Regions from separate parts of the Macaca mulatta genome. Here region 2 is linked to region 1. Evidence: chromatin contacts called from public Hi-C data. All regions are on one chromosome and are shown on one strand. Each heading gives the region's core, a stretch centred on a gene start, on an enhancer-like site or on the middle of the called end of the contact. The rest is flanking DNA. Distances are from core to core; before and after follow the strand shown. Region 1 holds the start of GOLPH3 (golgi phosphoprotein 3). Region 2 holds the start of MTMR12 (myotubularin related protein 12).

Region 1 (3,593 bases), core at 487-2,986:
GTGACACATAGTCATGTTGGCCACATTCTGTTCATTTCAAGACAGTCGCTAACTCTGGCCCACACTCAAGGGGAGGAAAATTAGGCTTCATATTTTGAGGGGAGGAGTATCAGAGGATTTGCTGGCATTAAAACCTTGAGGGGAGAAAGGAGAACAACTGGGTGAACAGGGGCAGAGCTGGGAGGGAGATTTTCACTACACACGTCTTTGTACTCTTTGAACTACATACTTGACTATATTAGTCAAGTAATTTTTTTTTTTTTGAGACAGGGTCTTGTTCTGTCTCCCAGGCTGGTATGCAGTGGCGCGATCACCCTCATGGCAGCCTCAAATTCTGGGCCCAAGTGGTTCTCCTGCCTCAGCCTCCTGAGGACCTGAGACTACAGATGTGGGCCACAACTCCTGGTTAACTTTTTTCAAATAATAAATTCATCACATTTATTTTAGAAAGAAACATTTCAAGCTACAATATTTGGTAAAATCAGAAAAGAGATGTAGAAAAAAAGTCAAAAGAGGGTGTGAATGGGAGAAATTGGTTGAGGTGAAATCGACCTTCGCCCAGACAGGTGGGAAAAAGGGAAGGTCTACTTGGTGCTCCCCCTGGACCCTCTCTTCCCCTCATTTAGCACTGTCACTTTCCAGGGCATGCGATGGTAGGCAGCAGCAGTTCTGGATAATGGATTTGTGGAAAGAGAACCCATCTAAACCACTCTTTAGCCACAGCCTACGATCACTTTTTTTTTTTAAATTTTTATTTTTTGCTTTGCTGTTGTTCCACTCTGTCCATACATTGTTTAATACAGGATGGCACACAATGCCATTCCTGATTGTTTCACTTATAAGCGCCACCCTCTACTCCTCCAACTCCTGACTCAGGTTTGACAGCTATTTTTTAACGTAATTTGCATACGCCGAGAGGATTTCACTTAGTAACTACACGGAGAGAGATCTGATGCGTACAAAGACGTGGCATGAAACCCTGCAGGTTTATTGTCTCTATAAAAAGATCGTTAAGGTTGAGCGTGCTAACGTGTGCGGCACTAACTGTACTCACTACGCCCTGGTCACTTTATAGCAGAAGTCCAAGGCAAGAAAAGAAGTTTTACAAACAAAACTGGTCAATTGTTCTATCTTCTTACTCCTGGAAAACACTAAAGGTCCACTTTCAAACCATTTGGACGCACTTGCTTCTTCTAAAGGGTTAGGGAGTCCCGGCAGAAAGCGCGCCCCTCCTCTCCCAGTGGCCGCGAGCGAAGCGCTTCCTGCCACTCCTGCGGACCCCGGAGTCCAAATGGGACCCCTTCCACACCGCCGCGGAGCCGCCTCCGAAGACGGCGGTGTCTGAGGCGCGGAGGGCAAGGCTGGAGGCTGAGTGGGGTCCACCTTCACGTGGCCCAGGCTCTTCCGATTCGTGGGGGGCCCCACCAGGTTCAGGCTCCAGCCCTGGGTAGTGAAGGCAAAACGGGGAGCGGAAGGAGGGAGGGCACGTCACGGGAGCGGGACTACAGGACCGCGGGTCAGGGGGCGCAGGAACTACAAGGAAAAGACAAGTACCAAGGGCCAGGAAGGGTGTAGGCGGCAGTGCCAGAGGATCCCCGCCCGCCGGGTCCGGCCGCCGGGTCCCCGCCCGCCGCTTCCGGCGTCTCCCGGCCCAGTTCTTCCGCGCCGACTCTGCCACATCCTCCGGTGACGTCAGCCGGGGCCGCCATATTGGAAAGGCGCCGCCGCCGCCTCCGTTTCGGAGCTCGGGCTGTTTCGGGGGCCGCGGCCGCACGCAGGAAGGCGCCCCTCTCCTGCTCCGCCGACGCCCGGCCAGCCCGCTTCGCCCTGACCTGTCTCCTCATGACTGCCCCCGGCCCTGCTGCCGACGGACGTCGCCCCGGCGTCCGGATTTAACACGGAAACCCGGGTCGGAGGCCGCGCGGGGAGGAGGAGGGCGAGCCGGTCGGTCCCGCGTCCCTCTCGGCCCGGCTCGGCGCCTCGGCGGGAGCCATGACCTCGCTGACCCAGCGCAGCTCGGGCCTGGTGCAGCGGCGCACCGAGGCCTCCCGCAACGCCGCCGACAAGGAGCGGGCGGCGGGCGGCGGCGCCGGCAGCAGCGAGGACGACGCGCAGAGCCGCCGCGACGAGCAGGACGACGACGACAAGGGCGACTCCAAGGAAACGCGGCTGACCCTGATGGAGGAGGTGCTCCTGCTGGGCCTCAAGGACCGCGAGGTGCGGACGCGGCGGGCAGGGCGGGGGGAGGCGGCGCGGGGCCCGGGCGCCAGGTGAGCTCCAGGTAGGTGCCAGGTGAGCGCCCGAGGCTTCCGGCCTGCGCACCTGCCCTCGCTCCGGAGCCCGCGCCCGGTGGCGCCCAGCTGACCCTGAGCAGTGTCGGAGTTTGTTGACCCCCTGCGCGGCCGGTGCTTTCCGGATCCTCCCAGTAGAGATGGCTTGGATTTTTCCTTACCCTTTTCACAGTCGCTCCTTTCATTTCGACACCCTGGCAGTTTGTATTTCTTCGTCGCCTTTTTCCGCGTTTTTAACCCGTGTAGACCCCAGGGTGCAAATCCAACCCGGAGACTGCCCGGGAAACAAACAGCTGGCGCCACCAGCGCCACGAACTCTTGGGTTTTTGCAGGTTTTAGGACCTGGGAGGGGTGCCCGGATCTGCTTGCTGGGGTTTTTCTTCTTCAGTTAAGGCTTACTGTTGGGAATTAGGAAAAACGTAGGCGAAGTGGTAATAGAGGGAAAAGCTCTTTTACTGAGTAAAGTTAAGTCAAAATTCTCATGAAAACTCCTGGCAAATGACTTTCTAGGTGAACTTGACTTGGGTTAGAGATTATTTTTAGTATAGCTTTTATATTTTATCAGTTGATTAATCTCAAAGTCTTGCCGTCTTAAGAAAGGATTTTTTCATCGAATGCTTGAAATGTGGGTTTGTGAGTTGATGAAAGGCCTCAGATTTTCAGGTGGGTTGAAGTTGCAATAGATATTTCTTTGCATTCTGACTTTGAAAGCATTTATTTTCACTTCAGTGTCCAAAATTTTCACATACAGAAAAGTTGAAAAAGTGATAGATACATATGCATATATACTCTTTCCTAGATTCTATAACGTTCTGCTGTATTTGTTACATTTGCCTAAGAAATGATTATTTGTTTATTTTGAGACGGAGTTTCGCTTTTATTGCCCAAGCTCCTGGAGTGCAATGCCGCGGTCCGAAACCTCCGCCTCCCCGGTTCAAGCGATTCTTCTGCCTCAGCCTCCTGAGTAACTGGGATTACAGGCATGCGCCACCATGCCAGGCTAATTTTGTATTTTTGTTTTGTTTTGTTTTGAGACGGAGTCTCACTCTGTCGCCCAGGCTGGAGTGCAGTGGTGCGGTCTCCACTCACTGCAACCTCTGCCTCCCGGATTCAAGCGATTCTCCTGCCTCAGCCTCCCGAATAGCTGGGATTACAGGCGTGCGACGCCACGCCCAGCTAATTTTCATACCTTTAGTAGAGATGGGGTTTCACCATGTTGGCCAGGATGGTCTTGATCTCTTGACCTAGTCAGCCGCCCGCCTCGGCCTTCCGAAGTGCTGGGATTACAGGCTTGAGCCTCCG
Region 2 (3,593 bases), core at 509-3,008, 140 kb before region 1:
GTGTAATTATAATGTTAAGAATTTGGGATTTCGAATGAGACAAACCTGGGTTGAAATCCCAGGTCTCTCAGTGACTAGTTGTGAGACCTGGGCAAATTACTTGCATCTCTGTTTTGTCACCTGGAAACAGGGATAAGGAAACTCAGTGGCGGCTGCAGCACAGCTATACCAAATAGGCTTACAGGTGGCAATCTAGCTGGAAAGGGAGCTGCAGGACTTGTGTTGAAACTATGTTTGCAAAAGAAGGCACATTTGTTTTCACTAAGATTTTATATTTATTTGAAGTGTGTTTGGGAAGGGGGAGCATGTGGAGATTAAGAGGGTAAAAATCAAGGTCACCAATGAGAGTACTTAGCACAGTGCCTGACACCTAAAAAATTAACTGCAAATTTTTATCAGGTTTTTTCCACTAGATTGAATTTCTTAAGAGATGGATTCTATCTTATTTATCTGCAACTAACAATGCTTGGCACCAAATGTAGAATTGAAATGAATTTTCTTTACAATCTTGACTAAAAAATGAGGGTTTTTTAAGATCAAGAAATCCACCCGCCTCGGCCTCCCAAAGTGCTGGGATTAGAAGCGTGAGTCACCATTTGTCTCATTTTTGTTTACATTTAAAATAATAAACCTTGAGGTCGGGCGCGGTGGCTCACGCCTGTAATTTCAGCCCTTCGGGAGGCCGAAGCGGGTGGATCATCTGAAGTCAGGAGTTTGAGACCAGCCTGGCCAACATGGTGAAACGCCCGTCTCTATTAAAAATACAAAAATTAGCGGCCAGGCGCGGTGGCTCACGCCTCTAGTATTAACACTTTGGGAGGCCGAGGCGGGCGGATCACGAGGTTAGGGGTTTGAGACCAGCCTGGCAAACATGGTGAAACCCCGTCTCTACTAAAAATACAAAAATTAGCCGGGTGTGAGTATAGGCGCCTATAATCCCAGCTACTCGGGAGGCTGAGGCAGGAGAATCGCTTGAACCCGGGAGGCGGAGGTTGCAGCGAGCCTATACTACGTCATTGCACTCCAACCTGGGCGACAGAACGACCAAAGAAAGAAAAAAATTAGCTGGATGTAGTGGCGGGAGCCTGTAATCCCAGCTACCCGGGAGGCTGAGGCAAGAGAATCACTTGAACCTGGGAGGCGGAGGTTGCAATGAGCCGAGATCGCGCCATTGCACTCCAGCCTAGGCGACAAGAGCAAAACTCCGTCTCAAAAGTAAATAATAAAATAAAATAAAAAACCTTGAACGTCATCGATGTAAGTTGGGAACTCCTATAGCAAGATTCCACACATCCCATTTTTTGACGTTTTATTCCAAAGACACAAGCAAAAGGCAGAAAACGACTGCCGTGAACCCCTGCTAACGACAACTTGGTGACTGCACGATCATTGGACGACGGTTATATCCTCGCCATCCAATCGCCGGAAAGTCCGGAGAGAAACCTCTCTGGATTGGTTAGAGGAAACATCTCTCCAAACTCACTCAAGAAGGGGTTGGGCGCGGGGGTTCGGCCGGCAACGCCTCTGGCCAGTCAGAGACAGCATGAGGGCGGGCTTTGCCGCAGGAAGGTGGTGATTCTCGGCGGGTCAGACCCTCCTGCGGGAGGGTGGGCGTGGCCTCCAGTAGCGGTCTCCTTGCTCTGTGGGCCAGAGCGCGGGGTGGGCGGGGCCCACGGGCCTGGGCGGGGCGAGCGGTGTCAGCGGCGGAGCCGGATGCGGGCGGCACCGCGGCGGTCGCGGCCCTGGGGATGGGCGGAGCCCCAGCCGCTAGTGCTGGTGGCCGCCGCTGCTGCCCCAGCTGGAGCCCGAGCCGCCACCTCTGCGTCCGCGCGGCGCTGCTTCCCAGGGCGGCGGTATGCTGGGGAAAGGAGTAGTCGGCGGTGGCGGCGGCACCAAGGCCCCCAAGCCCTCCTTCGTGTCGTACGTACGCCCTGAGGTGAGGGGGCGCCGCGCAGGCGGGGCGTGGGGCAGGGGCGGCCCGGGAGAGGGGCGCCGGGAGCCCCTTCCCTGCCGCGGGGAGTGCCGCGGAGCGCTTCCTGCCCTTGTGCCGGGCGATGGGGCAGCCAGGCGGGCTGAGGCCGCAGGGGCGCGCTGGGGCCTCCACGCGGGCCAGAGTGGGGACCCTGGCGCAGGCAGGCAGGTGCCCGAGCGCAGGGCCCGGCCGCTGGAGGCTGGTGGAGGGGCCCGAGCCGAGAAGAGATTGCGGCCCAGAACGCCCCTGGGGATTCTGGCCCAGGACCTGGGGTTGTGGGCACTGCTGGGAGGGGTAGGGCCGGGGGTCGGAGCCCCTAACGGGGCCTGCTCGGAGCCCGCGTGGGTCCGTCCTGCCTCTGGACTTTCTCAGTGAGCCCGGGAGCCCGCCGGCCTCCGCTGCCGACCTCTGAGTGCCTCGGGTGCCGCTGGCGGGATGCCTTGCACCTACGTCCGCCTCCCGTCAGCTCTGCGGGGAGAAACGGGGGTCCCTTAGGAATTCTCCGCTGTCGCTTCTTTCTCCTCATCCCCTCACCATCATCCTTTCTACCCACTTCTTACTGTTCTGAATCTTCAGGTCAAGAAGTTTGTTCATTCATTCAGATAATACTACTTGAGCTCCTACTATGTGTCAGGCACTAAGTGCTTGTGATAGACATCAGTGAACAAGACAGAGATCTCTGCTCTCCTGGAACTTATTTGAGGGGGAGAGGAGAAACAGGGTGAATTATAGATATTTAAGTAAATTATACTGTGTAGTAGGAGGCGATAAATATCGTGGTAAAGGAAAGAAATCTTTTTCCTCCGCGCAAAGGTGGCATTTGAGCCGAGACTTGAAGATGTGAGGGGTCTGAGAGAAGAGTCATCCAGGTAGAGAGAACAGCCCCCGGGAAGGTTGTGAGGTGGGAGTGTGTCTGAAGGGTTGGCGGAGCGTCAAGGAAGCCAGCATGGCAGAGGCCCATGGACAAGGGGGACAGTCCTAGGAGAGGAGGTTAGAGAGATCAGAACTTGTAGGCCTTGCTCAGGGCATCTTGAGTAATAGTTCTTAATCCAAATGCCTAATGAGATGCCTTCTCATTTTGGATCTGTGAAGGTTTTTTTCTGCTCTTCTCTCCAGCAGAAGTGCAGAATCACCGCCAAATTTGTTGCAGATGTCCTCCCACCTCTGTAATGCAGAAGCACGTGGGCTGTGGATGAGAGAGCTGATCAGGGACTGCTTCTGTAAGACCACCTGGGGCCTGAGGCATTTGCATATGTATCTTTAAATTCAAGATATGTGTGTTTTCTCCAGGGGAGAGTGCTCTTAAAATTGCTCTTATTTTTAGTCCTAGTTGTAAAATACAAACCATTTCCTCTGTTAGCACTTGACGTGGAGTCAGGGTCATCTTACAGTTTCAGCAGGCTTCCCTTGTAGTATCACATGTAAATAATATGGTCAGTTTCTCTCTGTGTCTTTTTAAAACATTTAAAATTAAAAAAAATTTTTGTGGGTATAGTAGGTGTGTATATTTAATGGAATACATGAAATATTTGGGCTGGGCGTGGTGGCTGACACCTGTAATCCTAGCACTTTGGGTGGCTGAGGTGTGTGGATCACCTGAGGTCAGAAGTTCGAGACCAGC

The links. A called contact is a pair of places that touch in the nucleus more often than the background predicts.
Region 2: a Hi-C map of fetal cortex germinal zone shows a contact between it and region 1, with 2.5 times the contacts expected there. The contact joins the promoter of MTMR12 here to the promoter of GOLPH3 in region 1. A contact is called at or near these places in 2 of 14 Hi-C or Micro-C datasets (blood and fetal cortex germinal zone).

The regions. Positions count from the first base shown.
Region 1 is chr6:33,549,929-33,553,521 of T2T-MMU8v2.0, reverse strand. It overlaps GOLPH3 (golgi phosphoprotein 3), which reads left to right and starts at 1,736. Exons shown (of 4, transcript XM_015139792.3): 1 at 1,736-2,217. The coding sequence starts at 1,993.
Region 2 is chr6:33,692,467-33,696,059 of T2T-MMU8v2.0, reverse strand. MTMR12 (myotubularin related protein 12) reads left to right here and starts at 1,758. Exons shown (of 16, transcript NM_001266986.1): 1 at 1,758-1,936. The coding sequence starts at 1,856.